2 separate regions of the Hordeum vulgare genome follow, and region 1 is linked to region 2. A link is a contact called in public Hi-C data. All regions are on one chromosome and are shown on one strand. Each heading gives the region's core, a stretch centred on a gene start, on an enhancer-like site or on the middle of the called end of the contact. The rest is flanking DNA. Distances are from core to core; before and after follow the strand shown.

What was found. A called contact is a pair of places that touch in the nucleus more often than the background predicts.
Region 1: a Hi-C map of leaf shows a contact between it and region 2, with 1.9 times the contacts expected there. The contact joins the promoter of LOC123399918 here to the enhancer-like site in region 2.

The regions. Positions count from the first base shown.
Region 1 is chr5H:492,263,091-492,270,227 of MorexV3_pseudomolecules_assembly, reverse strand. LOC123399918 (RNA polymerase II transcriptional coactivator KIWI-like) reads right to left here and starts at 1,633. Exons shown (of 4, transcript XM_045094301.1): 1 at 1,492-1,633; 2 at 1,290-1,395; 3 at 232-254. The coding sequence starts at 1,617. LOC123396401 (pentatricopeptide repeat-containing protein At1g71060, mitochondrial-like) reads left to right here and starts at 6,525. Exons shown (of 1, transcript XM_045091347.1): 1 at 6,525-7,137. The coding sequence starts at 6,748.
Region 2 is chr5H:492,115,450-492,122,501 of MorexV3_pseudomolecules_assembly, reverse strand. No RefSeq gene overlaps it. Among protein-coding and RNA genes, the nearest start is that of LOC123396373, 9.1 kb to the left of the region's middle. Within about 2 kb of position 5,236, at least 1 of the 3 cell types and tissues checked has open chromatin away from gene starts, as enhancers often do. A contact at or near this core is called in leaf, where this site is marked.

The DNA of each region.
Region 1 (7,137 bases), core at 384-2,883, 150 kb before region 2:
TGGGTACTGAAACTACAATTATTCAGCTTTAAGGCAGGAGTATCTTCTGATGTGTTTGTGATATCTTCATGCTCAAAAAAGGATGTCAAAGCTTGCCAAGAAATTTTCGCGCGGGCTACTAGATATTCCAATGCATCATTCACGTTTGAAACAAATCATGATCTATCTTTTCAGGGCAACAGATTTGCTTTATGCGTATACGATACAAACAGATGTAGAAATGCATCTTACCTGATCCATTGAGAGCGATATACCTGAAAAAGAAGGCAAACGAAATAATAAGCCGAGAAGCTATATCATCATCTTGAACAATTATTACAGATAGTAAATTACTTTTAACTGAAAACATTACAGATAGTACATGAGCTGGAGGGAAATAAGCAAATTCTTTCCACCGTGTGTACGTCCAAAGGTATCATTTCTGGCAACTGGTATTTAATGATACTGAATAAGTAGAACTTGGAACCGTGTTCTGGGTTTAAAAACGATATCAGCTGCATAGGTACACATTCAGACTTTATTATACCCCACAAAATCTAAGAACGGGACTATAACTCATTTATATCTATCACTAGGGTAATGAAATATTTGTAACTGGAAGTACGAATCCCTACTTCATCATTTGACCAAATATTGCATTTCCAACTGATCCAAGAAGCGCAGAGACGAAAGCTAATCAAGGATTAACGTCAACATGTGAGACGCGGATTAAATGGGGTTAGATTCACCTTCAACAAGTTCTCTACCTACAGCCATGAATTTTGCAGAATACCATATTCATCACCTGGTTGAGTTTACAGCATAGCATGCTAAAGATTACATAACGATGCTCATTTTTGTATGTCTGTTTCAAGATATGGACACCCATCCATTATAGTGTTAGGCGGGCGGCGAAGCCGTATCAACGCTGAAGATGTTTCATTGGCGTAATCCAACTAATTGTTAAAGGGAAGAATCTGTTATTGTACTTCCTACTGGCTCATTCATAAACCATTCACTTAATAGAGTGCTTCACACGTGACGGAACCAATACCAAGTACAAACAACAAAAGAGCGATTACAGGCCACATGTTATGTGCTTCACCACTAGATACGTCAGGTGTCCCCAAGATTCAACGTATCTGTACCTTCCATGTAGGCGAAAGAAATGCAATGTGCTAACATTCAGATAACAACATATTTCAGATCCACATGGATTATGGCAGGGTAATAGTACAATCCGCAAGCGCACAGGCAAACATTCAGGTTTCGAACATACACTACGGAACAAGAAGGAAATGGCAGGATACCTTTGCGGGTCGGGAGGCTCTTGCCGTCCTTGACGTAGAACTCGCGCATGTCGACCATGACCTTGCCATTCCAGCTCCGCACAGCCACCCTCTTGTTCTTCGATATCTGAAGAGCAAGAGCGAAAAATCCACGGGTCTAGGGTCTTAGGGATCTGCCTTTTGAGAGGGCGCGGTGGGTTGGTCGGGTGTACGGAGCCGGCACCTGCGCGACGACGATGCCGTCGTCGGTTTCCTCGGAGGGGCCGTCCTTCCCGGCCGCCTGGCGCTTGGCCGGCGGCTGGCCGCCACCGCCGCCGCCGCCGAAGCGCTTGTTCCCCTTGAGCCCCATCTTCCCTGGATCTCTCCGCCAAGTCTAGTCTTCTAGAAACCTAAATCCTCAACTGCTCAGCCCGACTCCCCAGTCCCCAGCCGAGTTGGAAAACCGTTCGGGAGCATTCGATTGCTAGCGCTCGACTGGGCTGGCAGCCCATTAGGCTCATCTGTAGCCCATTATGTTCTTTTTCTTCCAAGAACAACAGGTTGTGTCCCACTATTCAGTTTTGTCATTAAAAATTATGACTGCTAGAAAATGTCATCGTTTCATGAGATGCTTCTTTATAAATGCACCTAGAAAACGCCATTATTCCATTAAGTGTTTGCTAAAAATGCTATTAAAATCGTTATTGTCAGGTCAAACCTGTTAGACCATGTTATATGACCAGAATATCCCTAGACCCATGTGTCAACTATCTCTATCTCACAATGATAAGTGTAAGCCTAATTTTTTCAGGAGTAAGCAAATGAATAATTTTAGAGGAAAATAAAAACAATGGTGTGGTTTGAGTGGGACCCACACTTTATCATAACGAGATAGAGATAGAGCTGGCATGTTAGGATTATCTTGGCCATATAACTTATTAAACGAAATTCGAGCTACATTAATGGTACTTTTGGACACGCGTCTAATAGAACGATGGCATTTTTGAGCAGTTGAAACTCGTGATGGCAAAACTGAATAGTGAGACGCAATAAGTAACAAATAATAATAACCCAAAAAGCAAAGAATGACTCTTTCTCAATACATAAACAATGACGAGAGAACAACTAGTTGACCCGTATGAATCGTGGAGACATGACGGCTGGGGCCAATTGATCATTTACCCCACCTTTGCTTTGTCAATGTCAAAATGCCCCGACTTGTACTACAATTAATCATATGCCATGCCGCTAGACGAAATGCCACACATTAGAAATAAACATAATATATCTTATCAGATGCCAGAAATAAGAAGGTCGACAAGAACAAAATACCCCTGAATAAAAAACAAAACGATTGTATCAGATGCAATCTCCTATGAATCCCCCCCAAATTACAATCGTGTCCAATAAACTGCATAAGAATCTGATATTTTAACAGAAATGAAGAATAATCATAGTGGTGTTCTATTCAAATTTCATATTATTCTAGAAAACGACCCAAAGATAAAACCAAATTTTAAATTTTTGTCTAGATTTGTTTACATTTGGGGTAAAAAGTTAAACAGCCTAGGAAAATATATTTTTTAGATAAGAACAATAATAATCATAATAAGGTTTTTTAAAAAAATAGACAATTGTGAACAAGTACCAAAGAGAAAACGACATTTTTTTGCAGATTTGTTCAATTTTAACTGTGTGGAAAAAACTGAAAATGCAGAAAATCGAGTATAATGGGATGACATTATTGTTCATTTTTTTAACCAATTCAAAACAACTATAGCCAAGAAAATGTCATACATACGGTGCTATTACTGGAGGATCATTACAGCGACCCGACCAATAAAGAGATGCGTGTGCGTGTAGAGTGAAGTTGTGTGTTGCATGCGTACCTTTGGTGAATTCTGATTGAGGTTGGGGGTGTCCCTTGCCCATATCAACCAGAAACGGATGGTTATGTTTACTATGGGACATCTTGTCAAGTGACCTAGCAAAGATGTGACATGTACACAATTGCAATATATGGCTCGGTATTTTGCCCACACAGAGTAAACGTGGGTAATGATCAATTGTCGATGACTAGGGAAAATACGACGAGATCAAGAGGGTGATGCGCCCAAGGTCGAGACGGTTGTGAGCTTGGTGGAGGCTCGAGGAGGCATTTCCTAGTTCATATTCATGTTTGAACTTTTGTGGATTCTATCTATTTTGAAGTGAACCCTAGTTCATATGATTGATGTTGGTTGAACATGATTGATGTTTGATAAATATGATGAATGTTGGTTAAATATCATTGATGTTGGGTAAATATGATGGATGTTGGTAAATAACTCATATGCACAAATGTTAGTGAAATTGATAGATGTTGGTAAATGATTACCTTGGTTGAATATGAATGGATGTTAGTGAATAGGAAAGATGGTGGTAAATGAATGATGGATGTTGGTAAATGACTCATATGGTAGTTTGAAGTTTTCTTTAGTTAGTACATAATAGTACACTAGTGGATTAAATGCACATATAGAATGAAATGTTGGGAAATGATTTTTGTTCTCAAAAAATTAACTTGAATTGTCATTTGTTTTAGGAGGGCCTTTGATCCGAACATCATCTCTCGGTATGCTATGTCTGACCCTGTCTTCGACAAGGGTCATCGTGCAGGTTTTATCAAGAATGAAGTGGCAACAACTATGATCATATTGTTGCAAATATTTATTTGGCTTTACAAAAGTAAGTTACTAAATATTATCATTGAAACTTTGGCACATGCTGCCACCAGTGTGTACGAGAGCTCAGAGGAAAGGCCTACCATATGGCATACGACGTCCGCTTCGGCCCGAGAGCAGGGCCGCTACCATTTGCGCAACTACATACCGTTAGGATCTCTCGCAGTAGGATTGCACGACCTATCGTAAAATAAAAACCTGTTTCAAAAGTAGAACCGCCTTAGGGTTTTTTGGGAAGGAGGGGAGGGGTGTGGATCCTATTGCCGGGGTAGATGACGGTAGGTTATAACAATTTACCGTTCCTTGTTGATGACAATAGGCACTTTAGCCACGTCAGCAACACCCAATGACTGTCCGCCTCTGCCGTGCCCCCCTAACGCTGAGGGCCTCGACAATAGGTGGCTATATCCTACCGCCGTCCACCTTGACAGTAAAAAAAATGGTCATATCCTGATTTTTTGAAACCAGGGGCAGATCTCTTTCTAGGTTTCGAAAAGGGTAAAACACTAGATTTTTCCTCTTTGTACGTGGGTGGGACCTCTGTGACTCAATAGGGCACAAAAATAAATCAAATACCGACCAAATACTTTGTCAACGCAAATTCCCGTGGCGGTGGGATGGCACACACATAGCGACATGCGGTGCTTGGCCATAAGTAGCATTTTTCGGGCAAAAGCCTAGTTTCTGGATATAAATATTTTTCTGGATAAATTTGATCATATAAGTTTAAAGGACGTGGCTAGGCAGCGCCCGCGAGCTCGGTGAGACATTCATGCACTCCTCTCATAAAGGACAAGTACAATCCAATCACACCTCACATACTAAAATAGAAAAAGCACCTGATCCCCCGTGTCTGCTCGTGCCCTCCCGCCCCACAATTCCTCAGTAAGATCCTACGTGCATACATTTATTTAAGATTTTATAGAATTTTAAAATTCATAACTTTTGATTTGATTGTTGGAATTCAAAATAGTTTTCACGTTTGAGTTTCTCGCGATGAATGCTTTAAAACCAGATCCCATATGGATATGTTTCGACAAACTTTTTTCATGGGCAAATTTGGATGTAATGGAGACGACTTCAGTGCTGTAGTGAATCAACTCCTTCTTTTTGGTCTAGTAGGGCTACCTGTTAGGTTGGTTTGTGTACAAACGAGAAAATCACACGAAACATAAGTCGCCTTTGGTGCTACATGCAATCAACTTCGCTGGGCTTTTTTTACATGTGAACTTTTGCTAATTTTACACCAACCTGCCTATCATTGATCGTCAGTTGCGTACATTTGAACCATCGTTGCCTACAAAGACTTTGAAATTGCCTAGTATAGTTTGTAAAGAAGCCTAGTTGCTTGCTATTGGTAATTAGTTGCCTACCATTGCTCATTAGTTCCGTAACTTTGTAAATTAGTTGCCTACAATAGTATGAAGTTTCTTATCTTTGGTTTTCGAAGTTGCCTACAAACATTATGAAGTTGCCTACAAACATTATGAAGTTGCCTACTAGTGATCCTTAGTTGCCTGTCATTATACTTTCAGTTGCCTACAATATATTATCCCAACTTGCCTATCATGGCTGCTCAATTGCCTACGACTAATGCTCAATTGTCTACAAATACTATGAAATTACGTGAGTTGTCTATAAATACTATGAAATTATCTATCATCAATTCTCAATTGCCTGCTATTGGTAATTAGTTTTTCTACCGCCGCTGCTCACTTGCCTATAAAATAGTATGAATTTCCTACCACACAGTTGCGTGTTATTGATAATTAGTTGCCTACCATTGCTTATCAATTGCCTACAAATATTGTGAGGTTGCTTATGATTATTTTTCTAAGTTGCCTATAAACACTCTGAAGTTGCCTACCAGTGATGCTTAGTTGCATGCCATTACTCTTTTAAAGTTTCAGTTGCATAAAATACATTGAAAAGTTGTCCATAAGTGGTGCTAAGTTGCATACCTATGAAACTAAGTTTCATTCTTTTTATGCAACCAAGGATGATGCTAAGCTACTCACTAGTCATGGCGGGCATCTTAGGATAAATGTTAGCCTAACTCAAAAACTAGGTTGCCTACAAATACTATCAACTTGAAGGCAAAGCTAGTTATGGTAGAAATCATAAAAATGAAGCTAGTTAACTTGATAGTCATGTTAGTTAACTTTGAATGAGATTTTCAACAGCACACAATCATTTTACACGTACTAATAATAAGTTGTTCTTCTATAACACTAAAGTTGTATTTGTTTTATCCAAAGTTGCTCAAAAAAATTAGGCAAAAATATTCATATCGGATATATTTTTGAAGAGCTCCTCCCAAGAAACCTGAAAACAAATCTTAATTACGATAGTTGGTTCAAACCTTATACTTCCTCCGTCCCAAAATAACCATCTCAACTTTATACTAGCTCTACTACAAAACTGTACTAAGCTTAAGACACTTATTTTGAGACGGAGGAAGTATAATTTTGAAATTCTAAAAATGTAAATTAAATGCATGCAACGTAATATCTTGATGGGTAATCAAAGGATGGGAGTAAGTCTGTCCGTACAGCAAACGGTCCAGCGTATTACACCTCGACGTGCTCGGCTCTTCACTTCACCGATAGGATTCGCCGCCGCGCCGCCCAGGCTCGCCGCCGCATCGTCCGTAATCCGCCCTGCGGCTGCGGGAGCACAGACCTCGCCAAAACATCCGTCCGGGGTCCCAGCTGCCGGCCTTGTCGATCCCCACCAAAACATCTCTCGCCGCCGCCACGCTCCACCTCCAAGGCAGGATGCGCTGCCTCCGCCCCGCGGGCGCGGCCGCCCACCTGCTCCGCTCCGCGAGGAGCTGCCCCGAAAAGCACGCTCGCATGGCCCTCGAACAGATGACTCCGCCGCCTGCTGCCTTCCCGTGTCGCGCGCGCGCCCACCACCTGCTCGGAGGAATGCGCGGCCAGTGGCTCTGCACGGCGGCGGGCCCCACCGGCGCGCACAACCTCTCCGTGGACCAGCACTTCACCGTGGTCCCCGGACCGGGCCCCGATGTCTCCAAGGCGGCGGGGCTCACCGGCGCCCACGATCTCGCCGTGGACCAGGACTTCACTGTGGTGCCCGGCCCGGGCCTCGACGTCTCCGAGGAGGCGGAGAGGGTCTGCCGCGTGCTGTCCACCCTGCCGGAGCCG
Region 2 (7,052 bases), core at 3,987-6,486:
TCGTCATTGAAGTAAGAACATAATGATATCCACTGCGTGCCTCAGCACCCATTGGACTGCATACATCAAAATGTATCACTTCCAACAAGTTACTATCTTATTTCATCTCAATGAAAACAAGGCCTTGCTCATGTGGTATGATTTGCATGTCACTAGTGATTCAAAATCAAGTGAGTATAAAGGTCCATCAGCATGGAGCCTCTTCATGCAATTTATACCAACATGACTCAAGCGGCAGTGCCACAAGTAAGTGGTACTATCATCATTACCTCGTATCTTTTGGCACCAATATCATGAACATGTGCAACACTACGATCGAGATTCAATAAACCATTGAAGGTGATTATTCAAGAAAATAGAGTAACCATTATTCTCTTTAAATGAATAATCGTATTGCAATAAACACGATCCAATCATGTTCATGCTTAACGCAAGCACCAAATAACAATTATTTAGGTTTAACACCAATCCCGATGGTAGAGGGAGCGTGCGACGTTTGATCATATCAACCTTGGAAACACTTCCAACACGTATCGTCACCTCGCCTTTAGCTAGTCTCCGTTTATGTCGTAGCTTTCATTTCGTGTTACTAATCACTTAGCAACCGAACCGGTATCCAATACCCTCATGCTACTAGGAGTACTAGTAAAGTACACATCAACATCATGTATATCAAATATACTTCTTTCGACTTTTGCCAGCCTTCTTATCTACCAAGTATCTAGAGTTGCTCCGCCTCAGTGACTGTTCCCCTCATTACAGAAGCACTTAGTCTCGGGTTTGGGTTTAATCTTGGGTCTCTTCATTAGTGCAGCAACTGTTTTGCCGTTTCACGAAGTATCCCTTCTAGCCCTTGCCTTTCTTGAAACTTAGTGGTTTTACAAACCATCAACTATTGATGCTCCTTCTTGATTTCTACTTTCGCAGTGTCAAACATCGGAATCGCTCAAGGATCATTGTATCTATCCTTGATATGTTATAGTTCATCACGAAGCTCTCACAGCTTGGTGGCAGTGACTTTGGAGAACCATCACTATCTCATCTGGAAGATTAACTCCCACTTGATTGAAGTGATTGTCGTACTCAAACAATCTGAGCACACGCTCAACTATTGAGCTTTTCTCCTTTACTTTGTGGACAAAGAATCTTGTCGGAGGTCTCGTACCTCTCAACAAGGGCACGAGCATGAAATCACAATTTCATCTCTTTAGAACATCACTTATGTTCCGTGACGTTTCAAAACGTCTTCGGCGCCTTGCTTCTAAGCCATTAAGTATTTTGCACTGAACTATCGTGTAGTCATCAGAAACGTGTATGTCGGATGTTCACAGCATCCACAGACGACGCTCGAGGTGCAGCACACCGAGTGGTGCATTAAGGACATAAGCCTTCTGTGCAACAACGAGGACAATCCTCTACAAAGTTTGTTACTATCAACTTTCAACTAAATTTTCTCTAGGAACATATAAAAACAGTAGAGCTATAGCGCAAGCTACATCGTAATTCGCAAAGACCATTAGACTATGTTCATGACAATTAATTCAATTAATCATATTACTTAAGAACTCCCACTCAAAAAGTACATCTCTCTAGTCATTTGAGTGGTACATGAGCCAAATCCACTATGTCAAGTCCGATCATCACGTGAGTCGAGAATAGTTCCGATGGTAAGCATCTCTATGCTAATCATATCAACTATACGATTCATGCTCGACCTTTCGGTCTCATGTGTTCCGAGGCCATGTCTGCACATGCTAGGCTCGTCAAGCTTAACCCGAGTGTTCCGCGTGTGCAACTGTTTTGCACCCGTTGTATGTGAAAGTTGAGTCTATCACACCCGATCATCACGTAGTGTCTCGAACGAAGAACTGTCGCAACGGTGCACAGTCGGGGAGAACACAATTTCGTCTTGAAATTTTAGTGAGAGATCACCTCATAATGCTACCGTCGTTCTAAGCAAGATAAGGTGTATAAAGGATTAACATCACATGCAATTCATAAGTGACATGATATGGCCATCATCACGTGCTCCTTGATCTCCATCACCAAAGCACCGGCACGATCTTCTTGTCACCGGCGTCACACCATGATCTCCATCAACGTGTCGCCATCGGGGTCGTCGTGCTACTCATGCTATTACTACTAAAGCTACGTCCTAGCAATATAGTAAACGCATCTGCAAGCACAAACGTTAGTTTAAAGACAACCCTATGGCTCCTGCCGGTTGCCGTACCATCGACGTGCAAGTGGATATTAACTATTACAACATGATCATCTCATACATCCAATATATCACATCACATCGTTGGCCATATCACATCACAAGCATACCCTGCAAAAACAAGTTAGACGTCCTCTAATTTTGTTGTTGCATGTTTTACGTGGTGACCATGGGTATCTAGTAGGATCGCATCTTACTTACGTAAACACCACAACGGAGATATATGAATTGCTATTTAACCTCATCCAAGGACCTCCTCGGTCAAATCCGATTCAACTAAAGTTGGAAAAAACTGACACTTGCCAGTCATCTTTGAGCAACGGGGTTACTCGTAGCGATGAAACCAGTCTCTCGTAAGCGTACGAGTAATGTCGGTCCAAGCCGCTTCAATCCAACAATACCGCGGAATCAAGAAAAGACTAAGGAGGGCAGCAAAACGCACATCACCGCCCACAAAAACTTTTGTGTTCTACTCGAGAAGACATCTACGCATGAACCTAGCTCATGATGCCACTGTTGGGGAACGTCGCATGGGAAACAAAAATTTTCCTACGCGCACGAAGACCTATCATGGTGATGTCCATCTACGAGAGGGGATGTGTGATCTACGTACCCTTGTAGACCGTACAGCAGAAGCGTTAGTGAACGCGGTTGATGTAGTGGAACGTCCTCACGTCCCTCGATCCGCCCCGCGAACCGTCCCACGATCTAGTGCCGAACGGACGGCACCTCCGCGTTCAGCACACGTACAGCTCGACGATGATCTCGGCCTTCTTGATCCAGCAAGAGAGACGGAGACGTAGAAGAGTTCTCCGGCAGCGTGACGGCGCTCTGGAGGTTGGTGGTGATCTTATCTCAGCAGGGCTCCGCCCGAGCTCCGCAGAAACGCGATCTAGAGGAAAAACCGTGGAGGTATGTGGTCGGGCTGCCGTGGAAAAGTCGTCTCAAATCAGCCCTAAAACCTCTGTATATATAGGTGGGAGAGGGGGGGCCTTGCCTTGGGGCTCAAGGAGCCTCAAGGGGGTTGGCCGAGCCAAGGGGGGAAGGTCTCCCCTTCCAAACCGAATCCAACTTGGTTTGGAAGGTGGAGTCCTTCTTCCCTTTCCCACCTCCTCCTTTTTTTTCTTTTCTCTTTGATTTTCTTCCTATGGCGCATAGGGCCTTCTTGGGCTGTCCCACCATCCCACTAAGGGCTGGTGCGCCACTCCCAAGGCCTATGGGCTTCCCCGGGGTGGGTCCCCCCCCCCCCCCCCCGGTGAACACCCGGAACCCATTCGTCATTCTCGGTACATTCCCGGTAATTCCGAAAACCTTCCGGTAATCAAATGAGGTCATCCTATATATCAATCTTCGTTTCCGGACCATTCCGGAAACCCTCGTGACGTCCATGATCTCATCCGGGAATCCGAACAACATTCGGTAACCAACCATATAACTCAAATACGCATAAAACAACGTCGAACCTTAAGTGTGCAGACCCTGCGGGTTCGAGAACTATGTAGACATGACCCAAGAGACTCCTCGGTCAATATCCAATAGCGGGACCCGGATGCCCATATTGGATCCTACATATTCTACGAAGATCTTATCGTTTGAACCTGAGTGCCAAGGATTCATATAATCCCGTATGTCATTCCCTTTGTCCTTCGGTATGTTACTTGCCCGAGATTCGATCGTCAGTATCCTCCATACCTATTTCAATCTTGTTTACCGGCAAGTCTCTTTACTCGTTCCGCAATACAAATCCCGCAACTTACACTAAGTCACATTGCTTGCAAGGCTTGTGTGTGATGTTGTATTACCGAGTGGGCCCCGAGATACCTCTCCGTCACACGGAGTGACAAATCCCAGTCTCGATCCATACTAACTCAACTAACACCTTCGGAGATACCTGTAGAGCATCTTTATAGTTACCCAGTTACGTTGCGACGTTTGATACACACAAAGCATTCCTCCGGTGTCAGTGAGTTATATGATCTCATGGTCATAGGAACAAATACTTGACACGCAGAAAATAGTAGCAACAAAATGACATGATCAACATGCTACGTCTATTAGTTTGGGTCTAGTCCATCACATGATTCTCCTAATGATGTGATCCCGTTATCAAGTAACAACACTTGCCTATGGCCAGAAAACCTTGGCCATCTTTGATCAACGAGCTAGTCAACTAGAGGCTTACTAGGGACAGTGTTTTGTCTATGTATCCACACAAGTATTGTGTTTCCAATCAATACAATTATAGCATGGATAATAAACGATTATCATGAACTAAGAAATATAATAATAACTAATTTATTATTGCCTCTAGGGCATATTTCCAACAGTACCTCCCACGCGAGGCGATGGCGGCGGCGGTGGAGGCAACGATGTGGTGGCGGTCCTAGTGCTCATGTCGCATCACTGCAACAATCTGCATGACCGGTCCTTCTAGATTTGGTCGTTGACGTGTTCCGAAACTGCTGTCGGAGATCTTGTCCATGAATATTTGGATTGGATAGAATCCGGTCGTGCGCGTCCATATCAGCATATGCGGTTCCATGAAGGTGCAACGCGAAGTTCTGTTTGTTCGTTGACACCATGACTGAAACTAAACTCACTTCTATCTAGAGCGTTGCAGCATTCGACGATGGGAACAGGTGAGAAGTTAAAGCGTTTCTCAGGGAGACCCCGAGCAAGTACATACGACCCCAAGGCATCCGGCAGGCTCCTGGAACTGGAACTTTCGGTGTCTGGGTAACAACGACCCGGCCGGTCGTCAGATTCGCACGCGTGGCCACTTTACTCACGGTCAGGACCGAGGCCATCCTCACGGAAAGAATCGCCATTTGTAAAAATTCCTCATTCCTTTCCTCTGCGTCAGCGATCGGACATATCATGTTTGCTCACCACCAGCCGGTGAGAAGGAAAGCGCTGGATTCGATCGAGCAGCAGCCAGCATGCAGCATGCTCGATCGGTCAGCACATCTACACGTCTTTTTTCCATGGGCTCAGCTGACGCGCCACTAGAATTCCCTTTCCGCTTTACACCTTAATTCTGCGAGAGGTCAGCAAACGCGTCGCCCTCACCGTCTCACCGACCCATCCCCGGCACCACCGCCTCCACAAATACACGCTCGCACTCGCTCGGGCACCAGCTGAACCAACCAACCGAACCAAGAACAACACAACCAGCGCTGCAAAATACGGTCGCAGGGCACTCCCTCTCTCTCTCTCCTCGCGTACGTTCACAGCTGAGTTTCAGCCTCAAAGCTAGTAAGCTACACCAAACACCAGCTTTTAACTTCTCGGGGGTTCTGTGATGGCATCGTCGGCCCGGCGCCTGGCTATCCCCGTGCTCGTGGCCATCGTCCTGATCGCCGGCACGAGCCTTGTCGGTGCAGCGCGGCCGGCACCGGCGGAGGGGAGGGGAGACGGCGCGGCGTACTTGGCGGTGTACCCGGCGGCGGTGGTGTGGGCGGAGACGGTGGAGATGCTCACGGCGAGGCTGCATGCCGGGCCCAGCCGAAGGGGCGCCGGCCACTAGCTACTCGCGGACAGGACAGCTTGGATCGGTCCACCAGGATGATTGGCGAATCCATTATTATTTTCTTCATTTCCGTCATACAAATTGCAGATAGAACGATTCTTTAATACTCTCTTCGTTTTAAAATAACTGTCTCAACTTTATACTGTACTAGTTTTAGTATAAAGTTGTACTATGTATCTTCTTTCCATTCCCTTTTCTCGCTGTAAGTTGGTACGATAGAGTGTGTGATGGTTTTGCTAAATCTCGTCGAATTCGTTGTCGCTAAGATTCGTGATGTATTTAAGTTGTTTGTCTAGTATAATTACATTTTACACTTTTAGGGGTGTCTAGTATATTTACTGTCCAAATACTTAGGGTCGCGATAACGCCCATACGTGTGAGCGTTAATGGGTCTTGCCATACGTCTCGTATGGTATGCAAGAAAACCAGCCCACACGTCTACGTGTGGGCCAACCAGATAATTCCCACACGTCTGGCCTTCTGTCTCGCGGTCCCGTCCAAACGCCTACGCGTTGGCAAAACATATAACGCACAAACGCTTGCACGTCTGGTCTCCTACCCCACGGTCCTCACACCCGGGTGACACTTAGCATTCACCCTCACCTCCGAACCTGTCCGGACCCTCTTCCATGTTTGTTTAATTGCAATTGTCATGGTTGCTGAACTGCAGTTGTCATGTCTGGACAACTACAGTTGTCATGGTTGTTTAGCTGCAGTCTGAATAAACTGCAGTTGCCATCTCAGGTCAAGTGCAATTGTCATTTATGAACAACTGCGGTTGTTGGCATGTATGGCCTAGTCTACTCCAGTTGTCATCTCAGGTCAAGTGCAGTTGTCATTTATGGACAACTGCAGGTGTTGCCATGTATGGTCTGGTCTACTGTGGTTGTCATGATTTGAAAACTTTAGGAGTTGCCAGCTACTAATACTAGGCAGTTGTCATGTAACACTTGAAAGACAAGGCAAAAATAATATGTTCGAGTTGCCATATGCTTCTAAGCACACTAGCAGTTACCAGAGAAACGCTGTAAAAAAGACATGACAAAAATAACATGTTCGGATAAGAGAGAGAAAGTTGCCATCTATTTACAAGCACTCTAGTCAGTTATCATGTACCACTACAAAAAAACATGACAACTGACAGTTTGGGGGTGTGGGAGAGGAAACGGGTGACTATCGTGCGGGCATGTGGACGTCAAACATGCGTGTGGGCGAACTGATAAACGCTCACACACGAGCTCATCTGCATGCATCAAACGGGCTTGTGGACGAACTGATAAACGCCGACACACCAGCCCCTCT